Linked DNA regions of Macaca mulatta: all the other regions are linked to region 1. The links are chromatin contacts, called in public Hi-C maps. All regions are on one chromosome and are shown on one strand. Each heading gives the region's core, a stretch centred on a gene start, on an enhancer-like site or on the middle of the called end of the contact. The rest is flanking DNA. Distances are from core to core; before and after follow the strand shown. Region 1 holds the start of ZNF420 (zinc finger protein 420). Region 2 holds the start of ZNF527 (zinc finger protein 527). Region 3 holds the start of ZNF568 (zinc finger protein 568).

Region 1 (4,543 bases), core at 1,448-3,947:
AACTGAAGGTAGAATAAATGAAACAAGATTGGAAAGTAATCGCTTTTTTTTTTTTTTTGAGACAGAGTCTCGCTCTGAGGTCCAGGCTGGAGTGCAGTGGTGCAATCTCAGCTCACTGCAAGCTCTGCCTCCCAGGTTCACGCGATTCTCCTGCCTCAGCCTCCGGAGTAGCTGGGACTGGAGGCGCCCACCACCACGCCCGGTTTTTTTTTTTTTTTTTTTTTTTGTATTTTTAGTAGAGACGGGGTTTCACCTTGTTAGCCAGGATGGTTTCGATCTCCTAACCTCATTCCATCCTCCTCGGCCTCCCAAAGTACTGGGATTACAGGCATGAGCCACCGCACCAGGCCATGGTCGTTTTTAAGCTAGGAATATTCATTATACTTTTATGTACATTTGAAACTTTCCATAAAAAGTTAAAAAACCAAAATGGTGCTGTATCAGAAATAACACAATAGAGCTCTTTCCCTTTTCAAATAACACAATGGAGCTATTTCCCTCTTCCCCTTTTTAAATCCATGAGTCTCGAATCCATTCTTCCTAAACTTAACCACTATTGAGATGTATCTATCCCAATTAATGGCACATTTTCTTTGCTCTCAATCTACCAAAAATTGCCTTGCCCCTCTATCATGTGAGAAGGCAGGAAATTTCAAAAAGAAAACAAAGATGTCTATGTCCTGTAATAACAAATGTATTTCAGGAAACAAAGAGGAAATACTCACCTTGGACATTGCTACTGAAACAGCCATTCTTTCTCCTCTGGGCTCTACTCTCAGAAAAAGAAAAATGGAATGAGATATTATGCCTTTCTTGGGGAATATGCTAAATTATAACATATCCTCTTCCTCCATCCTCAATCTCATTTAACATAAAGAAAAGTCAGGAGGACACTAGAACAGGTCCTTCTACCTTCTGTATCAGAAAGAAGGGCCAGGTCACAGCTGTCTTGGGCTTGAATTTATTTCTGGATTCAAAGCTGTACACTGGAGACAGCCCTGCAGTGGAGTGCTTCAGGTTCAGAACTGGGTTGCTGTCTCCTAAAGCACTCCCTCTGAAACTTTTCCCACGCCTGGAATCCCATTACATTTCCAGTGGTCTTTTTATTTATTTATATATATATTTTTGAGACTGAGTTTTGCTCTTGTTGTCCAGGCTGGAGTGCAGTGACATGATCTTGGCTCACTGCGACCTCCACCTCCCGGGTTTAAGCAATTCTCCTGCCTCAGCCTCCTAAGTAGCTGGGATTACGGGCATGCGCCACCACACCCGGCTAATTTTGTATTTTTAGTAGAGACAGGGTTTCACCATGTTGGTCAGGCTGGTCTCGAACTCCCGACCTCAGGTGATCCACCCGCCTCCGCCTCCCAAAGTGCTGGGATTACAGATGTGAGCCACCACGCCCAGCATCCAGTGGCTGTCTTGAAGGTATTATCAGCCCTAAAATTCTCATCCCAAGACCAGGTCTGTGGCTCGCAAATAACTCCTGTTCTTCACTCAGGTGTCCAAATGTCTGACTTCCTTATTTCTTGCCACTTCCTTGCATCCAATCCCCTTAAGGCTATAAGGCAAGAGGACGCAGGGAAGAAGTCGTGAACCCATAACTACATTTCCCAAGGTGAACCGAGGATGGATACAGAAATAAAGCAATACAAGCTATGTATGAAAGGGCAACCACTGTGGTCAAAACAAAAAGTCCTTAAGTCCTCAGAGCCACATGGGAGGAGCACAGCCACATGGGACTCATAATCCATAGGCCGACCTCAGCCCCAAATGAACCCCAGAAATACCAAAAAGAAATTTACTTCTGTACTGAACTAAACCCCCATAAGGTCACAGACTATACAAATGGCCACATAAAGTCACACATAATCACATTTCCACAGTTACACAGCTAGAGGCACAATCACCCAATTATGCTACATTGTTAGACCACCTCGTGTCAAACAAAATCCCTTTAAGTCAAGGCATATAATTACATCCAAGCACCTTGTCAGAGACACCGCCAAAAACAACCTTTCAAAGCTGCAATTTTAGTCTCTTTACACAGTCAGGAAAACAGCACACACAACCCCACAGTCACACACAATCAGTCACCCAACCAAGTACCAGATCAGGGAAACACGCGGTCACAAACACCGTGTCACAGCAACACTGTCACACACCTTAACTGGCAAATCCGTCACACGATATCAGGTTTATACACAAACTCAAAGTGACACAAGCACATCCAAACACTCTTGTCACAACTGTCACACACTTCATAGTCACAGGCAAACTCCAATTATACACGCGGCACACACACAATCACAGTCACGTAAGTATATCCCAGCCAGGTAAGCAGTCACAAACACCCTCAGAGTCACAAACAACTCACAGTCACACAAATGTTCATACACAAAACCACAGCCACACACGTCCAGTGTATGCACAGGCAGTCGCCAATACCAGGTAGGCTGTAGCCTGCACACAAAACCGGAGACACGGCCACACGAGTAACCCCAGCGACGCTTTCTCCGCGCATGTCCGCTCTGACACCCCGGACACTCCTACCTTGACAGAGATGCAGTTAGGGTCCAAGATCTGGCGCCCGGGTTCCAAGCCCGATTTCGGGTTCGCCAGCCCAGCAGGTGCGGAGCCAAGCTCCTCCACAGACGCGGCCCTCTCCCCACGCGAGGCCTCCAAATCTCGCAAACTAACGGAAATGAAGCCGCGCTCCGGACGCAGTGCCTCTGGGAAATGTAGTCCAGTGCTCTGGACACGGTGCCTCTGGGAAATGTAGTCCAGCGCTCCGGACACGGTGCCTCTGGGAAATGTAGTCCGGCACTCTGGACACGGTGCCCCTGGGAAATGTAGTCCAGCGCCTGGCTGGCCGGCCAGGACGTGAGGAGGCCCGGGCGGCTCACCTCTCGCGGGCTAGTGGACTCGGCCTGCCGCGCCCCAGAGGTTTCTGGGAGTGCCCGCCCGCCCACGTTTGGTGCGCAGGCGTTAGGCGCTCAGGGCCTGCCAGAGCGAGCTCTGAGTGGTTCCGGGGTCTACCCCTGGCAGGAGAGAGGGTGGGACCGGCCGTCCAGGCAGGTGCGAGGCAGGAGCCGGGGCCGGTGCGGGGACCCGCCAGAACCTCGGATTTGCAGAGGATCGTCTGTGTGCCCTGCCAGGCCCTTGGGGTGTGTGTGCGTGTGTGTGACAATGGGAGATGCCGGGTGGACCGAGAGTCTTTCCGTGACCGGGTGTGTATGGTTGTTTCTGCCTGTGTGTGATTCTTCCTGCTGTGGGGTGTGAGGTGATTTGTACTTTAAGCTGCGTAGTAATGGGATTTTATCACTGTGTAGAATCGTCTGACAGTAAGATGATTCTACACAGCTCTCTACCATGGTTTGCTTATGAAGGGTATCTGCATGTATATCTGCTTTTTTGTGTGTGTCCGTAATTGACTGGTGATTTGTGTTATATAAACGTGCTTTCCTTGTGCTTGTATTTCAGTGTCTGTAAGGGTGCCAAAAGCAAATGAGCTGTGTGTGATCGCGTGTGCCAATGAAAATACTATGGCCAGGTTATTTCTTCCTTAAGTAGTAATGTAATCTGGAAAAGATAATCAATTTATCTGACAAGTGATTTAGACATGATTTTTCTATTGGATCAAATATATGTGTTATGGGGAAGAATCCAAAATTAACGTAGTTTTTTCTTTGTTTTTAGAAAGATTATTGCAAAACCAGTCCTAGGGTAAACTGCCTTTTCCTCTGCCACAGTAGGCCAAAAGTAGATATCCATTATTTTCTAATTAGAGGGTAAAGTTTCTGCTATTACTGGGTAAGGTTGAGAGGCCATCAACTAATAAAACAATAAAATTATGTTATACATAAGAAGAGTGAATTTTAGGACAGTACAGCACTAGTCAGATTTCCCAAATTCTAGGTCAAACACTTCATTTTCTGATGAGAAAACCTTGATTGGCAGAAAGTAACTTAAGGCTGTAGAGTTTGTTGGTAAACCTGAACTTATTTTTACTTACTTCAAGACCTCTTGACCTTTTACGATTTTTGAATAATCAAAAACTTGTGAACTTCCAGCACAGAGAAGATAGAGTATAATTTCACCACTCCTTCAGAGGGAAAAACATTAATAAAAGTTGGTCTTTCAAGACCATATATCAAATACATTGATCTCTTCCTGGTAATGTGACTGGAATAGCAAATTTGGGGACCAGAATTCTTGAGTGAATGAACCTGTGTGTGTGATCAGGCATAGCTATGTGAAATACAGATAATTATATTGCACTGAGATATAGTGGGTCAAAGTCGGGCAAGAATTATGTCCGATTCACATGCAGACGTATGTTTATTGCGGCACTATTCACAATAGCAAAGACTTGGAACCGACCCAGATGTCCATCAATGATAGACTGGATTAAGAAAATGTGGCACATATGAACCATGGAATACTATGCAGCCATAAAAAAGGATGAGTTCATGTCCTTTATAAGGACATGGATGAAGCTGGAAACCATCATTCTGAGCAAACTATTGCAAGGACAGAATAC
Region 2 (4,543 bases), core at 1,373-3,872, 210 kb before region 1:
GGGAGGGAGGGACAATTGTGGTTGACCTAGAATTCAGTATACATCACCCCCTAATTTCACCCCCTAATTCTGGACTACTTTGCACTAGACAACTCAGTCCCTAGCAGTTATTTCCTTAGTGTAATGCAGCTTGAAATTGTCCATACAAGCTTCTGCAGCAGGGCGCGGCGGCTCAGGCCTGTAATCTCAGCACTGTGGGATTCTCAAAAAAAAAAAAAAAAGCTTTTGCAACCTGAGAAGAGAATCAATGTAGTCTTCTTAGAATCTGGGAGCAGAAGCCTTAAGTAGCGCCTGCATAAAAGAAACTTCAGTTTGTTTGTTTTGTTCTGATAGCTGTGTATCTCTTGGGCAATCAATCAATCAATCAATCAATATGTTTTTTGTTTGTTTGTTTGTTTTTTGAGATGGAGTGTCACTCTTGTTGCCCAGGCTGGAATGCAGTGGTGTGATCTCAGCTCACTGCAGCTTCCACCTCCCGGGTTCAAGTGATTTTCCTGCCTCAGCCTCCCAAGTAGCTGGGATTACAGGTGCGTGCCACCACGCCCAGCTAATTTTTGTATTTTTAGTAGATATGGGGTTTCTCCATGTTGGCCAGGCTGGACTCAAACTCCTGACCTAGTGATCCGCCCACCTCGGCTTCCCAAAGTGCTGGGATTACAGACGTGAGCCACCATGCCCAGCCTGGGCAATATAAAAGTTTGGAATGAGCCATTAGTCTCCAAAAAGAAGGTATGATGGAAAAAAAAACAACTTTGTTTTTATGTAGCACCCAGACCCAGGTTGACTTTCCACTCCTTCCCTCATTGGCTACATGACCTCAGGCAAGTTAATCCATCTCTCAGAAACTTTCTTTTCCACTGTGAAGATTGCATGAATGAACACCTAGGGCAGAAAGGTGCCACCCTTGTTCCTGCTTGGATTCTACACACATTTGGAAATGAAATAATATTTTTCTTTATCAACTGAGAAGGTCAAAATAAAAAACTCAGCACACTTGGTACATCAGAAAAAGAGCCATGGGTCCAGACTCTCAGCACCAAATATGGAAGAGTTTTGAGAAGGATAAAGCTAAAATCTCAAACTCAATAACCTAAGGAGAGGAAGACTGGGCTTTCAGATTAGGCTTCCCTCCCCCAGAAGCAGCTGAGGATAGCCTCACTAGAATGTTTTTAGACTGAGTCCTGTCACTCACAAGGGGACAGAAGGAAGAGACCCATATATAAGTTCCCATGTTCTGAAGGTTCCTATTCCAAGACCAGACCATCTTTTCCAAAACCCTCAAAACCCAGGGCTACCATTTTTCACACTCTCAATGTGGGAAAGAACAAGGGAATTTAGTAATTAAAGGGGGGAACTTGACTGGACACAGTGGTTCAGGCCTATAATCTCAACACTTTGGGAGGCCAAGGTGGGAGGACTGCTTGAGCTCAAGTTTCAGACCAGCCTGGACAACATGGCATGAAGTCTCTACAAAAAATAAAAATAAAAACAATTAGCCAGGCATGGTGGCACGTGCCTATGGTCCCAGTTTCTTGGGAGGCTGAGGCAGGTGGTTTGCTTGAGCCCAGGAGGTCAAGGCTGCAGTGAGCTGTGATCACACCATTGCATTCCAGTCTGGGTGACAGTAAGATCCTACCTTGGGAAAAAAAAAAACAAAAGACCTGGCGTGGTGGCTTACGCCTGTAATCCCAGCAGTTTGGGAGGCCGAGGCAGGTGGATCACTTGAACCTGGGAGGCAGAGGTTGCAGTGAGCCGAGATCACACCATTGCACTCCAGCCTGGGCAATAGAGTGAGACTCCATCTCAAGAAAAAAGGAAAAAAAAAAAAAAAAAAGAGACCGCTAGAGCTAAACTGCTTGGGTTTGAGTTCTGTTGCTGTCACTTGTTAACTGTGTGAACTTGGGCAATTTTAATATTCCTGTGCTTCCTAAGTCAATCCCACAATCTCATATACACACACAAACTCTCACTCAATCACAAACATATACAGAGTCACACAAACACACCCATAATCTCACACAATACACAGCCACATAAGCACAAAGATAGATGGTCACATACAATTACACCAACAGAGATAAACAATCACACACAATCGCACACATAGCAGCATACCACACAAGTCACACATCTTGTCACAATTACCCATACAAAACTATACCTACAGAGGCAGATGGTCATAGTCGCACAATCACACTTGCTGTCACACACATTCAAACGCAGTTGTATTCGCAGAAACAGGTGGTCACATAACCACACACATGCATTTACACACACAATGTCACACCGCAGCCTCTCATAAACACACCTGCAGCTACACCTGCAGAGACAGTCACACACAAACGCACATATTCACAGTTTCACCCCCAGACACAAATGGTTACAGTCACACACAACCGGGCGCACGCGCACAAACACACACAGTGACACAAGATGACATTCTGTCACACCCGCAGCCTGTCACATAGTTGGTAACACAGTGAAACACACACGGCCTCCCCAGCGACTCCTACCGGGTTCCCATCCCTGGCGCGTCCGGTCCACCCGGAGCCTGCCCTTGACCTCCCGCTCTCGCTCGGGGCCCGGCCCCACTCACCTCCCGGCGCCGCGGGCTCTGCAAACGGGCCCCGCGACCAAGACCCGCGACGTCACCTCCCAGAATCCTCCGCGAGGAGGAGCGAGGCGAGGACTGAGGCGTGCAGGACTCTGAGCTCTGCGAAATCTGCCAGCGACACCGCGTTCCCCATGGACCCCGCGAACCACGAGCCCCAGAACGCTTTGCGCCACGGCCGTCATCGTTGAACTACACCTCCCAGAGAACCCCGCGGCCCCCTCCTCTGCGCGCCTGCGCCGCGGGGGCTGGCACCGGAGAGGGCTGTGTGAGGTCCCAGGCGCTCAAGTGAGCGTGAGCTGCTGTGTAGGGAAGAGCGGCCAGGCTGCGCGCTGGGCTGATTGGTTGAATGCTTGGGTGTGGTGGTTCGTGTGTGACTGTTGCTGCACACCTTTATGCTTGCTCACGAAAGGAGCGGCGGATTTTGTCAGTGCAGGGAGCTTCTGTATTTTAAATCACGTCCCGTGATTGTGGGTAGCTGAATGTGAAAGTGATTGTGGATGAAAGAGACTATGGCTGACATTGGGGGTGACCGTTTCTGTTACTGTGAGGATACCACTGATCCGATGTGTGTATCTCTGACTGTCTCCCGGTCTCACTGTTCCTTCTCCCCCATCTCCTGCCATGGGCCGGGTTTGTGGTTTTGTTGTTGTTGTTGTTGTTGTTGTTGTTTTGAGGCTATCTTGGCGCTCGCTCACTGCAACCTCCGCCTCCCAGGTTCAAGCGATTCTAGTGCCTCAGCCTCCCCAGTAGCTGGGACTACAGGCGCCCGCCACCATACCCGGCTAATTTTTGCATTTTTAATAGAAAAGGGGTTTCTCCATGTTGGCCAGGATGGTCTGGAACTCCTGGCCTCAAACCATCCGCCCACCTCGGCCTCCCAAAGTGAGGGGACCATAGGCGTGAGCTACCACGCCAGGCCTGTTATCCTCATTTTTATGCCCCATCTCTGCCTGTACCTAATGTGATGCCAGTCACAGAAGGGTGATTAGATTTCATTAGTCTGAGGTTGCTTGTTTGCACCAGAGCCGTAAGTAGTTTGGTAGCTGATAGCCCTGGTGTTCCTCCTGCTGTTGTTTCCATCTTTTCACACTACAACTCTAGGACCCAGCTTTAAGAAAACTGCCCACAGTCAGGACAAGAATGTGAGCCCCTGAGTGAAAAAGTTCCAGACTAAAGCAGCATTCTTCCCCATCCCCAGTCCCTGAAAGATCTGAAAGGTGCATCCATGTCAAGATCTTAGTAAGTCGGGCGCGGTGGCTCAAGCCTGTAATCCCAGCACTTTGGGAGGCCGAGACGGGCGGATCACGAGGTCAGGAGATCGAGACCATCCTGGCTAACACAGTGAAACCCCGTCTCTACTAAAAATACAAAAAACTTAGCCGGGCGAGGTGGCAGGCGCCTGTAGTCCCAGCTACTCGGGAGGCGGAGGCAGGAGAATGGCGTAAACCCGGGAGGCGGAGCTTGCGGTGAGCTGAGATCCGGCCACTGCACTCCAGCCTGGGTGACAGAGCGAGACTCCGTCTCAAAAAAAAAAAAAAAAAAAAAAAAAAGATCCTAGTAAGTCAAGATTCTTATGTGGAGCAAGGGAAAGTTCTTGAGAATGCCTCCTTGGAGAATACGTCCTCCAATCCCCTGCCACAGAGAGCCCTCTAATTGCTAAGGCTAGAGAATCTTCTACAAAAGGAATATGGGTATTAGAACTGATTGCTGTTTACTCTGTGAAATTATTACTTTCAGAAGAAATCAGATTTTTTTTTTAAGGCTCTACAAACATGTAATGGTTGGGTTGCTTTAATGGGGAAATTTACAAATTCAGTGTTTTTTTGGATGATAATTGTGGTCTGGTACTTGACAATTAGATTAAACAGTTCTTCTCTGGACTTCATTATCAGGAAAGTTAGAGATCATCTTGGATGTTTCATACCAAGG
Region 3 (4,543 bases), core at 1,152-3,651, 170 kb after region 1:
CTTGTTAAGCTGAACAAGTGGGTGTTTTACTTATTAAACTGCACAAGTGGGTCCCATTTCTTTACCGAATTTGAAGAAAAAAGCTGTTGGCATTCAAATAAATGTTATGGATCTCTAAAAATATTTTCAAAATATACTATGTGGGAAAATAATTTTATGTGAAAATGTAGGATATAAAATGGCAAATGCTGCATGAATTCAATTATGTTTTATGTGCATATATAAATTTTCTACATCAGGGATTTCTGTCCTTTTGAAATTATTTAAAACAATCATGTTTTACTTTTATAATCTGAAAGAAATCACATTTTTTAAAAAGATAGCATAAAGAAAAATTAAAACCGAGTGCGGTGGCTCACACCTGTAATCCCAGCACTTTGGGAGGCTCAGGCAGGCGGATAGATCGTGCCCAGGAGTGCAAGACCAACCTGGGCAACAAGGTGAAACCCTGTCTCTACTAAAAATAGAAAAATTAGCCGGGCTTGGTGGCATATGCCTGTAATTCCAGCTACTCGGGAGGCTGAGACAAGAGAATTGCTTGAGTCCGGGAGGTGGAAGCTGTAGTGAGCCAAGATCGCACCACTGCATTCCAGCCTGGGCGACAGAGCCAGATTCTGTCTCAAAAAAAAAATAAAATAAATAAATAAAAGAAAGAGAGAGGAAAAAAAAAGAAAAATTAAAATTGTCTGACAAATTAGTAAGAGAAAATCCGGTGTTGGAGGTGGGGTTTGAAGACACCACATTTTCTCAAAAGGGAAATTCCAGGGATCAGGTCATCTGATAAGCAAGAATTTTCAAGAGAAGGAAAGCAACTATGTCCTGACAAAGAAAAAGGGATTTCAGGAAACAAGAGGAAAGGACAAGCTACCTTGCAGGTGCCTTGAGGATGTTCAACAGTCATTCTTTACTCCTCTCCGGAGGTCTCTATCCAAGCAGGGCAGAGCTGAGGAAGGAGAAAGGAGTCAGGAAACATCAGGTTCTTCTGAGAGAGATCCGGTTTGACTATGTCAGAAGTTATCTTGGCTACCCTACTGCCCACCACCTACAGAGTAAAGTCAAAGAAGTCTAGGACATCCTGCTCAATCCGGGCAGGGTCAATGCCGTTCTGGGCAGAATCTGTTTCTGAGCTCACAGAGGTCTCCAGTGGCTGAAGTCACAAAGACAGAGACTCCCCATACCTACATTGGCTATATAGACACATAGTCACACAAACTCACTCACTCACATCATGGGGACATAAACGTCACAGGCACCCCAAACCTAAACACAACAGGCTGCACATGGTCACACAATCACACACTCACACACACCACGGGGGCAGACACGGACACAACTGCAGAGTCCGTGGACATCTCTCACTCAAAATCCCAGCGACATACACCTTGGGGTCGCAATGACAACAAAGTCACACGCACCCTACATCAACAATATCACCAACACGCGCGCGCGCACACACACACGGAAGCAGCCACAAACCTCACAAGGCATACTACACACAGTTCCGCAAATGGTAACAAACACACACACACGCCAAGGGGACACACAGTCACAACCGCGGTCCAGGAACCTCACACTCGCAAACACAGTGTCCAACCCGGTCACAATTAAACTCCACTGACACCCGCACAAACAGAAACAAAAAGTCCTCCCCGCCCTCACAGTTCCATACACGGTCGCACAGATACACGCCCACCATAGAGACACCCCCAGTCACAACCGTACACACTCTTCACAATCGCTCCTTAGCCTGCTCCCTACGCAGCCCACACAGGTCGGGAGTTCCTCTCGCCCCAGGCTCCGAGCAGCCTCACTTACGCGTGTTCGGGTAGGGTCAGCTCCACTCCACTAGAATCCAAACAAGCCGACCCCAGCTATCTCACAAAGCCCCAAGGCCGCCAGCCCAAACCCGCGGGAAGATCCCGCCCACTCCTCAAGAGACTATCTAGTTATCGCGGGAGAGAGCCCTGAGCCTAGAGGCTTCTGGGAAGTGTAGTCCAGAAAGCGACAGGTTGCCGAAAGCTACAGCCCAGCCATCCCGATTCCTGTGGCGCGGAATCTGGCACCAACAAAACTAAATATTTGGGGTGAGCTGCCCATCGGAGCCTTCCGGGAGTCTCACCTGACAAGGACTCCCTAGACCAAGCTTTAGTCAGGCTCCTCTGAGCCCTTTTTGTTTGGCCAGACCTCCTCCATAGCCTGCGAACCCCACTTCAGCAAGAATCCAGCTAAGCCAGTTTAGCAACAATCCCCCCACCCTTGATACTTGAGTTCCTCTTAGTAATTTACCATGCTTTAATTCCTTCACCCAGCCCGTTAGTTATAAATCTCCAGCTGCTGTTGTATTGGAAGTTGACTATTGCAACAGTCTTCAACCAAGTCCTTCTTGCCTGTTTAACTCCTCTGGAGCAAGTTTTCTTTCACCCCGCCCAGCCTCAGAGGGCGGCTCCCGGGCTTCCGCCCCTCCCCGGGAGACATACTGGACCGCAAGGTCTCCTGGGAAACGTAGTCCAAGCCTCGCCGGAGACTGGATGGGCCCAGCCAAAGTAAGTGGGCTGCGTCCTCTGGGTCCTGAGGCGGGAGTCTGGCCGCAGTGACTAGACTAACTGTGCCCCGGAGGCTGCTCGGAATTCCACTTAATGCTGGAAGCACGCAGACGCTCTTGAGGCGGGCAGCTGCGTAGCGTGTGGAGGAGCCGGGAGAGTGCACTCCAATATGGGACCTGAGCGTCTGAGACCGAATCAGGATGGGGAGTCGGAAGGGGACAAATCTGCGATCCCAGTCACGCATGCGAGACTGGGCAAAGGAAGGCTCGAGTGTGTGTAAGACTGCGGTGGGACTGCTTGTGCTGGTGAGATGAGGGGTGTCTGGGTAGTTGAGTGAAAGAAACCGCGTGCCAGTAAGATTGGTGCATGTGTGAGAAAGGTGAGGTCAAGATGTGTGCACCTTTGCGGGTGGGGAGGTCATATGGAGTGTGTGGAGGCTGGGGGCAAGATCGTGTATGGATCTGTGTGTGAATGTGTGTAATCACCTAAATGTGGGTCACTGCATGGGTAGCTGATACTGTGACTGTGGAGGAATCTGAACCTCCAAGTCTCATTTTCTCTTTAAATTGTGATAAGTTTGTATCTTCCTGGAGCAGCAATTTCAAAGGGGGGAAGCTCCATTATTGATATAATAAAATAGCATTTTTATGTAAACATTTAACATTCAGACATTTCTTTTGAACTAGAAAACAAAATCAGTATGAGTACTCAAAGTAGTTTTTAAAAAAAAACCCGTCATTATGCATATGGGGAAGATAAATTGTGAAAGGGAAACTTCCTTTTTTCACTATAATCTTGTTTAAATTTTTAAAATCAATGTGATGACTTATTTGAAAACAAATATAAAATTAAAAAACTGACAGAAAGGGGAACTAGGAGGAAATCAATAACTCTTTAAGCTAGAAACTTTGGGAGGTGGCAGAGGTTGCTGAAATATGATGGCGGGAAGTATATGACAACAGGAAATGCTGACGTAAAATCTAATCCTGAAGCTTTTAACAATGGCAGGAAAGGCTGGGCATGGTGGTTCATGCCTAGTGATCCCAAGCACTTTGGAAGGCTGAGGCAGGAGGATCACTTGAGCCCAGCAGTTTGAGACCAGCCTGAACAGCATACTCTCTACAAAAAAAAAAGAAAAAGAAAAAGAAAGAAAGAAAGAAAGAAAGGAAAGAAAGAAAGAAAGAAAGAAAGAAAGAAAGAAAGAAAGAAAGAAAGAAAGAAAGAAAGAAAGAAAGAAAGAAAGAAAGAAAGAAAGAAAAGCATGAGTGCAGTGGCTCATTCCTGTAATCCCAGCACTTTGGGAAACCGAGGCGGGTGGATCACTTGAGGCCAGGAGTTCAAGACCAGCCTGGCTAATATGACGAAATCCCATCTCTACTAAAAATACAAAATTAGCCAGACATGGTGGTGTGTGCCTGTAATCCCAGCTGCTAGGGAGGCTGACGCAGGAGAATGGCTTGAACCTGGGAGACAGAGGTTGCTGTGAACTGAGATTTGCAGCCCCTCCCACCCCCACACCCCATCTCTGTATGGGGGAACTTCTTCCTACTGTCTTCTCCCTTCCTTCTTGCCTATTAAACTCTCCACTCCTTAAAACAAAACAAACAAAGACCCAAAAAACAAAAACAACAAAATTTGGACTATACAGGGAAGCGATCTATACCTAATGTGGCTCTGTTGCTCTAGTTCTCCAACATCACATTCCTGTGCAGCTCCGTCTGAATATCTTTTAATTGTGGCTAAGACTCTTGGTTGAATGAGGCAATCACATTTTTGTATGTTTACCCCACCAATGTCTCCTAAAGAACAGAAAAAATTAAATGCCTGTGGGAGGTCTGGGAAATAAGCTGTTTGAACAGAGCCCTTTGTGTTTTTATGGAGGCTTCATTACGTAGGCATGATTAACTAAATCAGCAGCGATTGGTGATGAGTTCAACCTTCAACCCTTTTCCTTTCCCCAGAAGTCACCGGGTAGGGCAGAACTTTCCAACCTTCTCATC

Evidence for each region. Hi-C and Micro-C count contacts between places; a contact is called where the count stands out from the background.
Region 2: a contact with region 1 is called in a Hi-C map of cortical neurons, with 2.5 times the contacts expected there. The contact joins the promoter of ZNF527 here to the promoter of ZNF420 in region 1. A contact is called at or near these places in 2 of 14 Hi-C or Micro-C datasets (cortical neurons and liver).
Region 3: a contact with region 1 is called in a Hi-C map of fetal cortex germinal zone, with 1.8 times the contacts expected there. The contact joins the promoter of ZNF568 here to the promoter of ZNF420 in region 1. A contact is called at or near these places in 3 of 14 Hi-C or Micro-C datasets (CD4 T cells, cortical neurons and fetal cortex germinal zone).

The regions. Positions count from the first base shown.
Region 1 is chr19:48,236,763-48,241,305 of T2T-MMU8v2.0, reverse strand. ZNF420 (zinc finger protein 420) reads right to left here and starts at 2,697. Exons shown (of 7, transcript XM_077982477.1): 1 at 2,554-2,697; 2 at 726-769. The region is part of intron 1 of ZNF875 (zinc finger protein 875); the gene reads right to left. LOC144337456 (a long non-coding RNA gene) reads left to right here and starts at 3,023. Exons shown (of 4, transcript XR_013410619.1): 1 at 3,023-3,078.
Region 2 is chr19:48,446,356-48,450,898 of T2T-MMU8v2.0, reverse strand. ZNF527 (zinc finger protein 527) reads right to left here and starts at 2,622. Exons shown (of 6, transcript XR_013410549.1): 1 at 2,597-2,622.
Region 3 is chr19:48,063,290-48,067,832 of T2T-MMU8v2.0, reverse strand. ZNF568 (zinc finger protein 568) reads right to left here and starts at 2,401. Exons shown (of 11, transcript XM_077982520.1): 1 at 2,287-2,401; 2 at 869-943. All of the region lies in intron 1 of ZNF875 (zinc finger protein 875), which reads right to left. It also overlaps a transcript of ZNF790 not described here and a transcript of ZNF345 not described here.